Regions from separate parts of the Hordeum vulgare genome. Here region 2 is linked to region 1. A link is a contact called in public Hi-C data. All regions are on one chromosome and are shown on one strand. The core of a region is the stretch at or near the end of the contact, and the rest is flanking DNA. Distances in the headings are between cores, read along the strand shown.

Evidence for each region. A called contact is a pair of places that touch in the nucleus more often than the background predicts.
Region 2: a contact with region 1 is called in a Hi-C map of leaf, with 2.3 times the contacts expected there. The contact joins the promoter of LOC123449117 here to the enhancer-like site in region 1. A contact is called at or near these places in 3 of 6 Hi-C or Micro-C datasets (leaf and seedling) and 1 of 1 datasets of contacts at active chromatin or transcription factors (embryo).

Annotation. Positions count from the first base shown.
Region 1 is chr4H:495,055,172-495,059,227 of MorexV3_pseudomolecules_assembly, reverse strand. No RefSeq gene overlaps it. Among protein-coding and RNA genes, the nearest start is that of LOC123450656, 100 kb to the left of the region's middle. Within about 2 kb of position 2,082, at least 3 of the 3 cell types and tissues checked have open chromatin away from gene starts, as enhancers often do. A contact at or near this core is called in leaf and seedling, where this site is marked.
Region 2 is chr4H:495,246,960-495,251,104 of MorexV3_pseudomolecules_assembly, reverse strand. It overlaps LOC123449117, which reads left to right and starts at 2,401. Exons shown (of 6, transcript XM_045126209.1): 1 at 2,401-2,824; 2 at 2,955-3,119; 3 at 3,892-4,145.

The DNA.
Region 1 (4,056 bases), core at 833-3,332:
TGGGCATCGGGTCAATATGTTAGTATTTAAAAATAATATAAATTGATAAATAAATACCCCAAAAGTATCCTGAAATGATAATATAATAGCATGGAACAATAAAAAACTATAGATAAGTTGAAGACGTATGAGGGGCATCAAGAACTCGATGGAAAATTCACTTGAATGACCTTCTATGTTACCATTATCGATTTTTTCTGTTGTTGCTAGGCTTAATGGAGCAACATATGCGCAGATTATAAGGCTCCTATTAAGTGAGTAATGCTTCGAGAAAAAATAACCTTTTTTATTTATCTGGCAAATATAACAATAGGTTATTCTGCATTGTACACACATTAAAACACTCTATTTTAGCTATAACAAGCCATGAGCTTGGGTACTGATATTTAGTCCTAGAAAATTACTGATTTGATCTCATTCTTTGTCGAGAAAATGAAGGCCCGAGGAGAATTGGCATTGTGGGTGTGCTAAGCCTATGTGCCAACACCATGACTATAGCTGGCCAAACGGGTCGGGCTAAACAGGCCAGTCCGCGACCCCGTTGGCACGACCCGTCATGGGTCACGCACGACACAACTTAAACGGGCCCGTGCGAGGCACGCAGCATGTCTTGGGACGTGCGTGTGTGTGGAGGTTGGGCACGGCACGACCCGTTTATTTTTATATATATATTTAGATTTTTGTAAATATATATATACATAATATATGATCCAATAGACCCAAAAATAAATCCATAAAGCTAAAAATATGTGACTCAACGTGCTAATTGGATATACATGCCGGCCCGTTTAATAACCGGGTCGTGCCTGGGCCTGGACACGCAACCCACGGGCTGACACAGCATGACCCGATTAGTAAACGTGCCGGTGCGGGCCGTGTTGTGCTGGCCCCGTTTACAACGTGCCGTGCCGGCCCGTTTGGTCAGGTATGACCATGAGTGAAGTTTGCTTTGATATTTGTTCATGCTTTGAGCCTTGACCGTGTTTTCGCCAGAGTCCAGCCAGTTCTTATTATTTACATTTACAGATATTAGTTTTCCCACTTACTACTGGTTTGAGTTTTTTTTTCTGTGCATAGTTGCATACTGTTCATGGATATATATACATAGTTACGATGAAGATTGTGTGTGACTATTTATTTTGTTAAATTGTGTTTGTGTCCCTATTATATCTTGAATTCTTTATAGCTTTATATCAATGAATTTAGTTCGGTCACTATTTTAAGAACCTTTACTATGCATAGTTGCACACATACTATTCATGTATTAGTCCCGGTTATATATTACAATTTGGCAAGCGGATTTTGTGTGACAATTTGAGCACAATTGCACAACAGGGTTCGTTCATGCGAATGAGGTGGATTTTTTGCGACATATCTGATGAGGTCGATGAATGAGAAGGTGATATGGAAGAATAGGAGCTCTTCGTATCTTTGGAGCATGTACACCGTTGTTCTCCCCCCAAGGTAGCTTTATTTGGCAACACCAGTGATCAATTTATGGATGCACAAGTCAACCATGAGAGGTGAGTCACCCATCCATCTTTATTTTTGTCAAAAATTTGTATCTCCAGTCACATGGCTCCTTAACAGAACCAGATTATAGTTTGCTACTCAAAATAATCACCGACCACATGGCTCCTTCTAATTCTGACCAAGAATTAATCTCGCAAGATTTGTACATATAACAACAATTTAACATGGGGAGCCCATGGGGCATCCTTTTGATGGTCAGACACGGGAGCCCGCGAGGCATCCTTTTGATGGCCGGACACGTCCGGACGTACAGGAAAGAAATAAATTTTGATTTGACGACAGTCATAATTATTTATGTGACTCATTGTAGCCCGTAACAACACAGAACGTTCTATTGGTCATCTTTAGTTATTTTGCCACATCATTTTTAAGCCTATGTGACACTCTTAACACTACACTCTCAAGCATTGAAATGGACCTAACAGCAGCAAACAAAAAGTTATACCTGAAGTACATTGGTTTCTATGGATGCACTAGGCCCAGGGCCGGGTCCATAGTTGTGTCAAAGTGTCAAACTGTGCGGCCCATACCGGATCCATAACTTTTGGGGGCCCAAATATTTATATAGGCCTAGTATGCATTTCAAAATAAAAAGAGCTTTCCTACACGTTAGGCTTGGCATGGTATGCTCTGATCGATCACAAAAGGAAAAATATATTGTCTCACTCTCGCGCTAGTCGTTAGAGCAACTCTAGCAGACCCCGCATTCGTCCGACCCGCAAAACGTGTTTGCAGTTTGCGTAAAACAGCTTTTGCGGGCTGGTCCAGATGCAGACCCCTCAAACGGACCCATAAAAGAGCATATTCACGGAATATGCTTTGGTGAGAGAAAGCGCGGGCTGAAATGTCCTCCACCAACCGTTTTCGCTCATATGCGGGGCACCGCAACGGTGAAGTGGAAACCCGCGAATACGTGGGTTGGGGCCGAGATTTTATCGTGCCCCGTAAAAAAATTACGGGCCGGGGTGGGATGCGGGGTCTGATCGGGCGGGTTTTCCAGTCCGGACCCGCATTTTGACGATTATTTTTCGGGTCGAGCCGGGATGCGGGGTATGCTAGAGCTGCTCTACATGCCTAAACCACGGCTTAATCAAAAACAGTTTCCATGCGGCCCTCCTCTTTGATTGAAAATGGAAAGTTTAGATCGATCAATTGATCGGCTACTGCGGCGCGAACCTACTCGATTCTTGCCTACTCATTTAAATGTCATAGTATAGCAATTTAGTCGATCAAGACACGAACCTAGGTGAGTTAAACTGTTCGTTTAATTGCAAAATATTGACACATAATTGCAAAATAAAGATTTTATTTTAAAAAATACTAAAAGAATAATGTTGTTCAAATAAATATTATGCAACTGGGAGTTGAATAAGTATGGTTTCTTATATATTCAATTGTCATGTAAGACATTAAATTATATAGGTTATTAAAAAAATTGTGAGATATATATGCATTATAACTACGCATTACTTCCTCCGTTTATATATATATATATATATATATATATATATATATATATATATATATATATATATATATATATATATATATATATATATATATATATATATATATATATATATATATATAATATATTTAAACATTTCACTACGGCGCAAAATGATCAAATCCAGTCTTTAAAATATGTATGTGGAATCTCTAAAAAAATTATATTTAAAAAACGAAGAAATATTTTTTTCTAATAAGATAGAACCTCATTTTTTAATTTAACACAGGGCCTCCAAATTTTGTCGGCCCGGCCCTGACTAGGCCTAGTCAAGGGGCGTACGCGCTTACTCGGGGAGGTGAGGTGCCCGAGTTTGCTGGCCGTCGGTGTCAAGCCTAAGCACGCGGTCAACGGAGGTGAATACTTTTCAGATTCCATCAAATCCTAACGATGCCGCCTAATTGCCAACACCGAAGAGATACTAAAGCGAAGGCCGTGGACAAGGATGAATTTGACGGGGGAGCATCGCAGCGAGGACTATATATGAAAAGTATTGGCAGGAAAACCTGGCCAGACACACAATCGACTTTACCCTGGGGAGGTCGGCTCTCTGATCTGAACCGCTTCCTCCAGCAAGCTCTCTGTTCCACACGGCGTCCCGGTTCCTAGTGTCCACAGCGAAATGGTCACGTCAGCGGGTCAGGTCAGCAGACCGCTGGCAAGTCGAGGTAGGACTGCTCATTCCTCGGTTGAGAAGAAAACCACGGTTGACAAGATGTAGCGAGGCAGCCCATCGATCTTCAATTAGAGCTCTCCGGAATTGTATATTTAGAGGTATAGTTTGACATATGCACCCTTACGTTGTACAATATAACATAGAGATGGATATTGAGTAGCAAGCGACGTCTTCCTAGCCACGTATCCTATCAGAATCTCGTCAACTCACCATTTTCAATGAGAAATTTAGATCTCTGGAAAAAGGCTGCCTTCGTCCTTATTAGGCCCTTCCAACAAGGTGAATCATTTGGTCTGACGGTAACTTTGGTTTAGACCTTAGTTTGTAGGCATTTATTATG
Region 2 (4,145 bases), core at 1,152-3,651, 190 kb before region 1:
TATCTTGTGGCGAGTTACGCCATTTCCATATACTCATCTCTTATGTACATGTACTGGTAACGATATCCATTCTTGCGAAATGACGAGATGCGCTCCTATCCCTATCGAGTCCCTCACGCCAAAATAAGGATATGATCGCATCTTGGGCGTTACAACTTGAGAGAATATTGATTTTACCTTTAGCTCCTTGTGGGTTCGACACTATATACTTATCACTTCCATCTTTGGAAAGTGCTATGATGATTCCTTGGACTTGGGGGTTATCAATCTACAACTACGAAGGAAAAACTAAGATCACTCTAACCATAACATGAAACATATGGATCCAACAGCCCCTTACGCAATAACACATAAACTAGGGTTTAAGCTTGTGTCACTCTCGCAACCCCGTCGTCAACTTATTACTACCCAATGCTTTCCCTTAGGCCCAAATATGGTGAAGTGTCATGTAGCCGACGTTCACATGACACCACTAAGAGAGGAGCAACATACATATCATCAAAATATAGAACGAATACCAACATCACACGATTACTTATAACAAGGCTTCTCCCGTGTCCTCAAGAACGAAAGTAACTACTCACAAATCATACTCATGTTCAAGATCATAGGTGCATTGAATATGCTTAAGGATTTGAACATATATTCTTCCACCAAATAAACCAACCAGCATCAACTACGAGATGTAATCAACACTACTAGCAACCCACATGTACCAATCTAAGGTTTTGAGGCAAAGATTGAATACAAGAGATGAGCTAGGGTTTGAGACAATATGGTGCTGGTGAAGATGTTGGTTAAGATTGGTCCTCCCACGAAGGAGGGAACATTGTGATGACAATGTCTTCGATTTCCCCCTACCGAAGGGAAGTTTCCCCGACGGAATCGCTCCCGTGAAGAGCAAAAGTGCTCCTACCCAGGTTCTGCCTCGAGATGGCGGTGATGTACTAAGTCTTCTTCTGATTTTCTAGGGCAAATAGCACCTTATAGGAGAAGATGGGCCCTGGGGCCAGCCAAGTGAGCCACGAGTCTGCTTGGCGAGCCTTGGAGGGGTAGGGCGTGCCACATCGGCTCGTGACACCCTCGCGGATCCTCCTCTAGTAATTCCTTCGCCAGTGTTTTTGTATATTCCAAAATATTTCTCCAAAATTTAAAGGTCATTTGGAGTTTGAGACAATATTCAACTCTTCTATAACCCTTTTCGGTCTAGAATTTCAGCTGCCAACAATCTCCCTCTTGTGTGTGAAACTTGCAAATTAAGAAAGAAAGGGCATTAGGATTGCATCATAAAGTGAAATAACGATCCAAAATACAATAAATATCATTGAGAAAACATGATGCAAAATGGGCGTATCATCGGGTCACCCGGACGCGTGACATCGGGGCAGATCAGATGACGCAAAGTTGTCCCGAGAAGCTCCTCCCTGGCGCGATCGGACGAATCCAAGACATCGACAAGCAGGTTCGAACACGCTCACATGCGTGAGAGTCCACGCGATGAAGCCACCCAATGACGATGGCCCCGAGCGCGTTGGCTGGTCCACCCGTCATGGACCCTCCAGCCGTGTCGCCTGGGCATGAGCCGTCCGAAAAGATCAGATCTCTCTTGAGAAGTCCTTGCGGCATGCCACCCGGCAACAGACGGCTAGGCGAGCCTCTCCGCCTGCGAGGCGCCCTAGGTGGTGGGTACTCCTACATCCTTTATATGAGTAATGCTTGTTGCATTTGTGTGATGAACTTTGTTGTATTGTGTGTTGATCGTTGTTGTTCACCTTGATAAACAATTTATGTTATATGGATTTGATGCACTATGTAATAATTTGCCAAACTATGTAATACCCACTCTTCTCAAAATATAAGACTTTTTTTTGACACGAGGGAGTAATTTGTTGTTCGTTTTGGACTCATTTGAAATGTATTTAGTATTTTGTGTGCGTGCAATATGTATACATGTGGTTTCTTTGTATGTGTGCAATATGTGTACAACATCTTTTTAGATGCCTTAAATACGATAACTATTTTTTTTAACACAAATAGACACAGCCATTCATGCATTTAAATATGAGAACAATAGGAGATGCTCTGAGTATTTTTGTTTCCATGGAAGGTCGCAAAACTGGGTTGATTTTTGAAACAAAACCCACAACTTTCTTTCCAAGACGGAAAAGAGCACGGCCGCCGGATGATGAGAAGGACGCAACGGCGACGCTCATCCAGTCCCCTCCCCGGCACAAACAGCGTCCCTGGTAAATGGGTCCCCAGCCCCCCACGTCAGCATCACGGCCCGCCTCACCGTGAGTTGTTTATCCACTTGGACGGTTGGGCCGTTGGGCGGGCGGATACGCACGAACATCTCGAGATCCCCGCCCTCCGCCGCTCCCGCGCGCTCGACGCTCCGCCGTCCGTTCCGCCCTCCGAAGATCCGGCCTCATCCACCACCACCACCTTCGCCGTCTCCCTCCCCCACTCGCGTCCCGGCCGTCTCCTTTCTTTAATCCAAAAAAAAATTCCTCCCGAATTCTCCTCATCCATCCACACTAATCCCACCGGCGATCCCTTTCCCTAATGCTAACGATGAGCAGTCGCCGCGACTTCTCCACGCCCAATCCATCCCCTCCCTTCCGCGCTTCATCTTCTTCTTCCTCCGCCTCCTCTCCTTCTTCCTGGCGTTCCGTACTGATCTGGTCGTCGCGCCTGGGCTCGATTTGACCGCCCCCACCACCTGCCGTATCCACCACCTGGGTGCAACCGCTCGGGCTGTTCGTTTCTTGGTTCCTGGCCCATCGGTTTTCCTGCGCTGGTTTCGGGATTATCGGGAGCACAGGTGCGTGCCGAGTTCCTCCACATAAAAGGCTTTCTGTTTTTTTTTTTTAACTTTTGTTGTGATGTTGTTGTTCTAGTCCTATCTGGGCTCAAGTTAATCGCTTTCTTGCTTTATTGTCCGTGATATATAGGAGTACTTCCGTTTCATGCATGCCTATAAATGGAATTTTTTGTTGCCGCGCATGGACTCAATCATTAGAACAGTTTTGAGTGTTCGATCAGTTCCGTGTCTGTCCATAATAAGAACTTGTGGTGAGGCGGCTGCGCCGGAGGATCACGTGCTACTTTGTACCAGAGTAAGGTTCATACTAGACCGTTACTAGTGCAGGTCCTTGTTAGTACGGTCATCAATGGAAGTAAACATTCAACAGTAAAAAAGTTCCATAAAAGGAGAAAAGGGGCTCAAAAGCTCCGAAGAAGAGAAGGAGAAAGTGTATCTTTAAATAGTGCCAAGTTTGTTTTTACCTCTAATAAGTTTCCTGGACAATTCAACCAAAAGTCATACTCAACTTAGAACCATGTGGCTTAAACTGAAATCGTTTAACAGAAACTTTGCATGCCTAACTCAGTTTCTGAATGCCAGCCATTGACATTTATGACCAAGTATTCTAATTTCGAATGGTAAAAATATACTGTAGTACTTTGCGATTATTAGAAAATTGTTGCTTGTGTGGTTCCTAGAGCTCTGACAGGGCAACAAAGTGCTTCTACTTACCTATGCAATGCTGCATCATCAATATGTCTTACGAGTAATCATGATGTGGAGTAGCTCTTTGAAATGGGCCAATCCTTTATCTCCACACATTTTCTGAACGATTTTCATATTATGGTAGCAATGAACTCCGTCATCTGATCCTGTGGTTAACTCTGATAAAAAGATGCCTGGCTCCTGTTCTTGTACCCCCTAGACGATTTTCCTGACACCTTTCACTTAACCCTATTTGCTTACTGGTGTTTGAACAAAGTTGTCAGAGATCTCACAAGTCATTTACATTTTTCCTTATCAAGATACAATCCTGCTTGCTGCAATATCTGATTGATATCATCTAACTTTAGATCATTTTACAGTTCTGCATCCTGCGTACCATGTGAACAAGTTTGAAGGTAGGGCCATAGCTGGACTGCCGTGGACCATAATGGTAATTTTATAAGGCGCCACGTTGATGATTGTTGTAATTATATTATTCAAAAGTATAGAAAAGAGACGTTGAGGAAAATCTACATAGATTTGTGACGGTCGATACTGGTTATGGAAGGTATATTACTAATCAGAGCAGTTTGAGTCAAAACGAGACAATGAGCAAAATGATGATTTAACCGGA